Linked DNA regions of Macaca mulatta: region 2 is linked to region 1. The links are chromatin contacts, called in public Hi-C maps. All regions are on one chromosome and are shown on one strand. The core of a region is the stretch at or near the end of the contact, and the rest is flanking DNA. Distances in the headings are between cores, read along the strand shown. Region 1 has its middle 34 kb from the start of PHGDH. Region 2 overlaps ZNF697 (zinc finger protein 697).

Region 1 (3,633 bases), core at 323-2,822:
TAAATTGTGGCTATGAAAAACTAGTTGGATGTTTTGGGGAAAAATCAATTTAGGGATTCACATGATACGTCAATATGCAATTCTGATGGATAAGAATTAAATATAGAGAAACACATCAAACCATTAGTAAATATAAAAGCAATGCCTGGATGAAAATCAAATCTCCAGGTAAGAAAGAACATTTCGAAATGGCCTTCAGAATTTTTAAATTATCATGTTTTTTGACTCAGCAATTTAACTAAAAGAATGCAAACATCATTTTTATGGATCTCAGACAATTGACTGGCTTGCTCATTGCTACATTTGTGGGTGGTAGAAAGTCAATAAATATGAATTTAAAAAGAAGTTGCACAAAAACTTAAAGGTGTACGTTCAGAAAGGATGTCATAGCGGTGGCCATTTGTGTGAGTCAGTAGCCAACGGTCACCCTGTGCCTTGAGATTTAAATGAAATTCACCTGGGAATCCTAACCCTGTGGAATGTACATGGCCCTTCCTGTGATTTCTGTGAGTTTTGGCAGTTTTATTTTCTCACAGTTCTTTCTATGTTGCTCAGAGCTCTGGTTCTGTTTCAAGCCCACTTGCATCTCACCTCTTTTAGCCTGTGTTGTCTTTTTGATTTGAACCAACGTACATGTGAAATTTAACCCTCTTTCCTTACCATTCTATTTTTTCAAGACGAAACAAGACAAAACAGAACAACAAAAACACCTCCCAAGCCATGTGAATGTGGATTTTTTACAACCACACAAACTGACTCATTCAAAAATTAATATTAGACCTTCTCATACATAAAGGCCTTTTGTTCTCTTTCCCATGAAGAATTTCTCACTGACCACTTTTGTCCATGGGCTCTGGTATCCTGCTTTTTCACTTGACCTTCTCTCTCCACCTCAGGCATTTCCTGACATCTTATCAGTTCTGTGTTTTCAGGATTTGCTTTCCCATGGACTATTTAGGGACAGTTAAAATACCCAAGGGGGAAAAAAAAATCAAGCTTTTAAAGAATTAAAATAAATTTTATTCACGATTCTTACTGAGGACTATAGACTGAGGCCCATAGCCCGGGAGGAGTCTTTTAGGGAGATCTATCGGACTCCTTCCTCTAAAGCAGTGTTTCAGCCCATTGGTAGGTAGGTGGTGGAGGTTAAGTATGTGCAAAATCACATCTAAGTTTGGGTGCAAGAGTACATTTGAATATAGTTTACTAAAGTACATTTGGTTATAGGTAGTAGAAGCATAATGACTAACCCCATGAGATGTTATCGTGTGTAAGAAAAAGCAAGGACTAGAGTCACTTAACTTTTAAGAAATACAGTGACTCAGGCAAGAGGCATGGGGGATCATGTGCTCTATCCGGTTTTGTCAAAGTATCTTTCTGGAAAGCTGCAGGCCTCACAGTCAGGGGCTTTGTAAAATTACCCTGGCAAGCAGAAACAGGCAAACAGCCTCCTTCCGTTTGCTACTTTGTCTCGCGGTATGCAGAACAATTCTGCTTTCTAACCCTCTCCATTCCTCGACCTTCTTTGCATTTCTAAAGCTTTGATAACATCTAGACTACTGGAGGGACCATTAATTTGGCCTCAAGCTTTAACAGTACAGAAAATCGGTGGAGGTTTCCACATTTCAGACCTCCTTTTCTTTTACCCACCAAGATTTATAAGTAAAAGGAAGCAATATGGATACTCGTTTTCCCTCTGCTATGAAATATGCCTTTCCTCTTCCCTTACAAATGGCCACAGACAGTTTGGATTTTAAATATTTTTTTTTCACCAAGCTACATTTGTAAAAGTAAGAAAATTAAAAATGACCCAAAGGATCATCAATAGAAGATACCAGGTTAATAAATCATGATACAGTAGATTGAAGAATGTAATAGGTCCAGATGTTCTGAAATGGAAAGATGACCAAATCTGTTGTTAAGATACAACAACAACAACAACAAAATGTAAGTTAAAAAGCCAGTTGCCCGAAAGTATGTGTAATATGAAACCATTTGCAATGTCTGAATACATTATTGGTTGTCACAACTAGGTGGTAGTGGTGGTGAGGCTACTACTGGCCTCTAGTGGGCAGAGGTCAGGGTTGCTGCTAATCATTCCACAGTCCACAGGGCAGCTTTCCAAAGAATTTGCTGGCGGCAAATACCAACAGGTCTGAGATTAAGAAACCCTGTTCTAGGCCGGGCGCGGTGGCTCAAGCCTGTAATCCCAGCACTTTGGGAGGCCGAGACGGGCGGATCATGAGGTCAGGAGATCGAGACCATCCTGGCTGACACGGTGAAACCCCGTCTCTACTAAAAAATACAAAAAACTAGCCGGGCGAGGTGGCGGGCGCCTGTAGTCCCAGATACTCGGGAGGCTGAGGCAGAAGAATGGCGTGAACCCGGGATGTGGAGCTTGCAGTGAGCCGAGATCTGGCCACTGCTCCAGCCTGGGCGGCAGAGCGAGACTCCGTCAAAAAAAAAAAAAAAAAAAAAGAAACCCTGTTCTAGATGAATATACACCAAACTCTTAACAGTGGTTATCTCCAAGAGTTGAATTACACTTTTCCTAAATTTTAATCTTTTTGCATTTCTTGTAACGAGCTTATTATAATCAGGAAAAAATGTGAAAAACTATAAACAGTTGGAAGAGCTTGCACATAAAAAAAAATTTCTAATCAAATTACACGGAAGATGAGCAGATAGGGAGAGAGCAGTGCCACAGAATCTAGGAGAGGAGAGACGTCCCCTCCCAGGGACACCCAGTTGGGAGAGAACTCAAGTAAGAATCAGCCTTTCATTCAAACGGAGGAGTTTCCTCCTGAGAGCACATCTCACCGATAGCCAGTTCTTTCCTAGTCTCACCGGGCAGTGCTCTGTCTTCGGAGATTACGAGTGGTTGAAGGGGTAGAGAGGCCAGGTGTGGAAGCTTGTGCCCTGTCTGAACATCACACCCAGAGTCCAGGGGTTTGGAGAATGTAACTGTTAGGTGTTTAATAGAACATAAAAGTACACGTGAAATAGAAGTCATAGCGCTATTTATTCTTCCACGGGGCAAATTTCCCTTTTTAATTTTTCTGTAGTTGTTTTGTTACACTGGAGTCTCTTGACCGCCATCTGGTGGACAGATTTCCATCACCCAATCGGATGGTCAGCCTTCCCCACAAACGTTTTAGTCACACTGTGTCACTGTCTGGCAGGATCATGTCTTGTCTTCAATTCCCCAGCACTTTGTGCAGTTGACACATTATGGGTAACCAGAGTCTGTTTGTTGAAGTAGTAAACATTGGTCCATTAGAAGCTGTGAGTGAATAGTGAAGTCATGTATGAACTGGCATTGGGAAGGAGGAACTGAAAACCAGGAATAAGCTGTCCTGATTGCGAAGGGTGAGTGCAATGCCGGACTGAGGAATGAAACCAACTCCAGGCCAAAGAGCGTTGAAGATTCCCAACAGGCTCCCCAAGGACACACAGGGAGCCCAGTAGAATTTTCCTGGAGCCTACTGAACTTCTGCTCGGAGTGGACTCGGCCCTCTGCCCAGATGAGGTGCCATGAGGTACACAAAGGCTCTAATATGTAATTTGACACTTCCCTGGGTAAAATAGAAAGTACAGTGGCCAGACCCCAAAGTAAACTTAGGTACTTCCTCT
Region 2 (3,660 bases), core at 884-3,383, 66 kb before region 1:
GAAGGTTTTAAAATTCTTTGACAATCACTAGAAATTAAAATGGGCAGGGCCAATAAAGACAGTGCCTACTGAAGAGGAAACAGAAACCCAGAAAGTCATGCTTTGCTCAACACCACTGCCAGTTCATGCCAAAGCTCTGCCCTGCACACTCTACTCACAGCACACCCTCAAAGGAGATGCAGAACTAGTTACTTCTTTCTTCATGTTCTCAGGAAAGGGAGGCCATGCCTTGTCACTCCCTCATCACCCTGCCCCAGGAGCTGGAAATCCCAGAAGATACAGTCCATATGCACCGCAACTGCCTCTCTTCCTTCTGGGATCCCAGGAGCTATGATACAAGAGTTTGGGACGCCCCTCAGCAGCCCCTTCTCTGCAGCACTGAGCAGGAACACTTTGTAACCACCTTGCTTCCTAACATTCACACAAGCCCCTGAATCTTACAAGAGCCTTCGTGTTTGTCATTTTGTTTGATTTTCCCACACCTTATACCTGCATCTTTCCACTGCACGGATGAGAGCAAGATCAAGAATACCTATAGGGCTTGGTCTAGGCTGCAGCAGCACTGACAGTGGCTGTGTGAGTCCAGGGAATCTCTGGCTGTGAAGTCATGTCTGTAATTTCCACCAAATCTACTAACTTCAACACAGAAATCAGCAGAGCTACTTCAGCTGAAACCTTGAAGTGACCCTTGTTTCAGACAATCGCTAATGCTACTCTTGACAAGAGAAATGTCTAGCCAGATCCTTTTCCAGCCCCTTGACAAAGTGAGCTAGCTTTTCCAAGGTCACACACTGTCCTTTCCCTCACCCAACAAAGCCAGCTAAAGTGGACATTGCCTGATTTGCAGCAGTAGTGGGGACTCTGACTTAGAGTTCCAGAGTCCTTGGCAGAGAATCTGCTTAACGCTGAGCCTTTGTTGAATGTACCATCTTGCCCTAGCATAACATGTGAAGTCTTGACATGAAATTCCCCCCTGTCCACCTCCCACCCCCTGCAGCCCCAGAGGCCAAATCCTTAAAGTCATACTTATAGTTGGCAAAATAATTCACCCCAAGCAGGTTAGGCAGGCAGGAAACAAAATCAGCCTTCACCTTCACCCTTAAATGGTGTTGGAATGTGTAAGCATCTGTACCTCTCTCATGCCTGTCTCCCTAGCACTGAGCACTATGCCCGGCACTTGCCCACTCAGCTGAGGGGTGAAATTCCCAGGGTCTCTGCTCTTAATGAGACACAGCCCTGGGGCCTGTGGAAGGCCAGTCATACACAGATGGTATCAGAACACCCAGGCAGGGCTGGGCGCGGTGGCTCACGCCTGTAATCCCGGCACTTTGGGAGGCCAAGGCGGGTGGATCACAAGGTCAGGAGATTGAGACCATCCTGGCTAACACGGTGATACCCCATCTCTACTAAAAATACAAAAAATTAGCCAGGCGTGCTGGCAGGGTCCTGTAGTCCCAGCTACTCGGGAGGCTGAGACAGGAGAATGGCGTGAACCTGGGGGGCGAAGCCTGCAGTGAGCCGAGATCATGCCACTGCACTCCAGCCTGGGCGACAGAGGGAGACTCCATCTCAAAACAAAACAAAACAAAACAAGAACACCCAGGTAGAACCACTCCCTACCTCAGCCCTTGATGCTTTCAGAAAAGCATCTCAGTGGAGTGTCTTCAGTGAATAAAAGAATGCATGGAACTGCTTCCAGTGAATCCCTGGTCTCCAGGAATTGGTGTCTGGCAATTCCTTTACTCAGGTTGGAAATCCTTCAAATATATGTGTGGGAATGCCAACTAGAACACTGCACGTACACTGACACCTTTTTCAACTTTCTTAAAATCATGGGGCAACGTGGTATATGGAACACCTTGCCGCCCACCTCACTGGCTTCCAAAGCTGAGCATTCCTGACTGCTGAAATGAGGCAGGGCACCAGCTGGATGCAGAGAGCATTGTGAACAGTGGCCTGGATCTCAAGGGAGCAGCTGGAAATTGAAACCCATTGGAATGTGCTTTGGGTTAGCAGAGATGACCTTGAAACCACAGTCTAGCAGCAGAAATCTGCACTCTACGGGGTACTTGCGGCTGTGATAGGGAGAGAGGAGCAACCACTAGGCAATTCGTGCTGGAGACTGGCCAGCTGTGCTCCTCCCCTCCCACATGGGCAGAGAGGACGGAAATTATGTGAATGCCAAGGGCAGCTGAGCAAAGGAGTCATGCCTGGGGTTTTGCTTTATTAAGTGAGCTGAGTTGCCGGAATGAAGATCTCAGAGAAGCGGAAGAAGGCTGACTGAATGGCGAAGACGGTGAAGGCCAGCAGCAGCCTTCCACACCTATTCCATTGTCATCGGATGGACAGCCAAGACAGGCACTTTTCCTGGCTCTTACTTATTATAGTCATGATTTGGAGCAGCTGTGTGAAAGGTGGCCCACCAGGAGCAAACAAAGTATGTTGCACCTTGCATTGCCCTTTGCCTCCATACCTCCCAGCAGAGGAGAAGATTTGAGCCTTACGTATTATTATACTTACTGTAATCCCCAAGAAAGAATGGGGGATCTCTAATTGGTCCTACAGAGTTCTCAACCCTGTTTGCCCATTAAAATCGCCTGGGGAGTTTCTATAAAACTACAGGAACTTAGGCCTCACTCCAATTAATCGCTCTCGTCATTTAAAAGGCAAACAATCCAAAAAGCTCTCCAAGGTTAAGAAAATCTGTAGCTTAAACTAATCAAACCTCAAGAATTCCAGGTTGACCAGGTACAGTATTTCTAATTGGAATGTGGGCAGAGGCCCACTCACAGCAAATTCAGGGTGAAGTAGCACAGATACTATGCAAATGTGCCTGGGTATGGGTATGACTGTATTCTAACGCAACTTTAGGTACAAAAATATGCAGGGCAGATTTGGTAGTTTGTCAACCCTTGTTCTACAGGAACATAGCTTCCATAGGTAGAGCTGAGTGGCATTTAATGTGTGTCAAAGAAGAATGACATGGTAAAAGACTGATATGGATTTAATGACAAATATTCCATATTGGTTGCTGAACACCAGAATGCTGTCCAAGGAACCATCATTAAATAAAACAACCTGAAAATAAGGCAATTCTCACATATACAAGCACACTCACACAAAACCTGTTACTTTTAGGATCATTATTCACTATTTTAACAAACAGCTGTAAAATAACATTACAGTGAAGAAAAATGTGCACAAACTTCAGAAACACAGTTTAGATTGTCTATGAACACAGTTCCTTAATTTGTATTTTTTCACATATGTACAGTCTCTTGATTGTAAAGAGACCACATGGCTCAAGGGGTTAACTTCTCATTTTCTCCTTCCAACTCGGAGCTCAAGATTTAATCAAAACCATTTAGCCTATTTAAACTGCTCCAGGTTTTGCTTAGTAAAGAGCAGCAGCAGAAGACTGCTCTTCACCAAATTCTCCAGGAAACAAATAATACACTTGCTTCCACCATCATTAACGAGTTGGTGGAAAAAGTCCTCAGATGAACGTTTTCAAGGGTGAACCGCAGTTAACAGGGTTTGCCAAAGAAATATTATTCTAAAACTAGATAGAAGAAACAACCTCCTGAATGCATTTGACCTCACTTAATGCAGATAAGTTCCCTGAAGAACTGTAAGAAAAAATGGAATCACATTTTAAAC

Evidence for each region. A called contact is a pair of places that touch in the nucleus more often than the background predicts.
Region 2: a contact with region 1 is called in a Hi-C map of fetal cortex germinal zone, with 2.4 times the contacts expected there. The contact joins two enhancer-like sites. A contact is called at or near these places in 3 of 14 Hi-C or Micro-C datasets (blood, fetal cortex germinal zone and sperm).

The regions. Positions count from the first base shown.
Region 1 is chr1:120,630,545-120,634,177 of T2T-MMU8v2.0, reverse strand. No RefSeq gene overlaps it. Among named protein-coding and RNA genes, the nearest start is that of PHGDH, 34 kb to the right of the region's middle. Within about 2 kb of position 1,572, at least 7 of the 40 cell types and tissues checked have an H3K27ac peak or open chromatin away from gene starts, as enhancers often do.
Region 2 is chr1:120,696,619-120,700,278 of T2T-MMU8v2.0, reverse strand. ZNF697 (zinc finger protein 697) reads right to left here. Exons shown (of 3, transcript XM_015149364.3): 3 at 2,987-3,660. Among named protein-coding and RNA genes, the nearest start is that of ZNF697, 30 kb to the right of the region's middle. Within about 2 kb of position 2,133, at least 5 of the 40 cell types and tissues checked have an H3K27ac peak or open chromatin away from gene starts, as enhancers often do.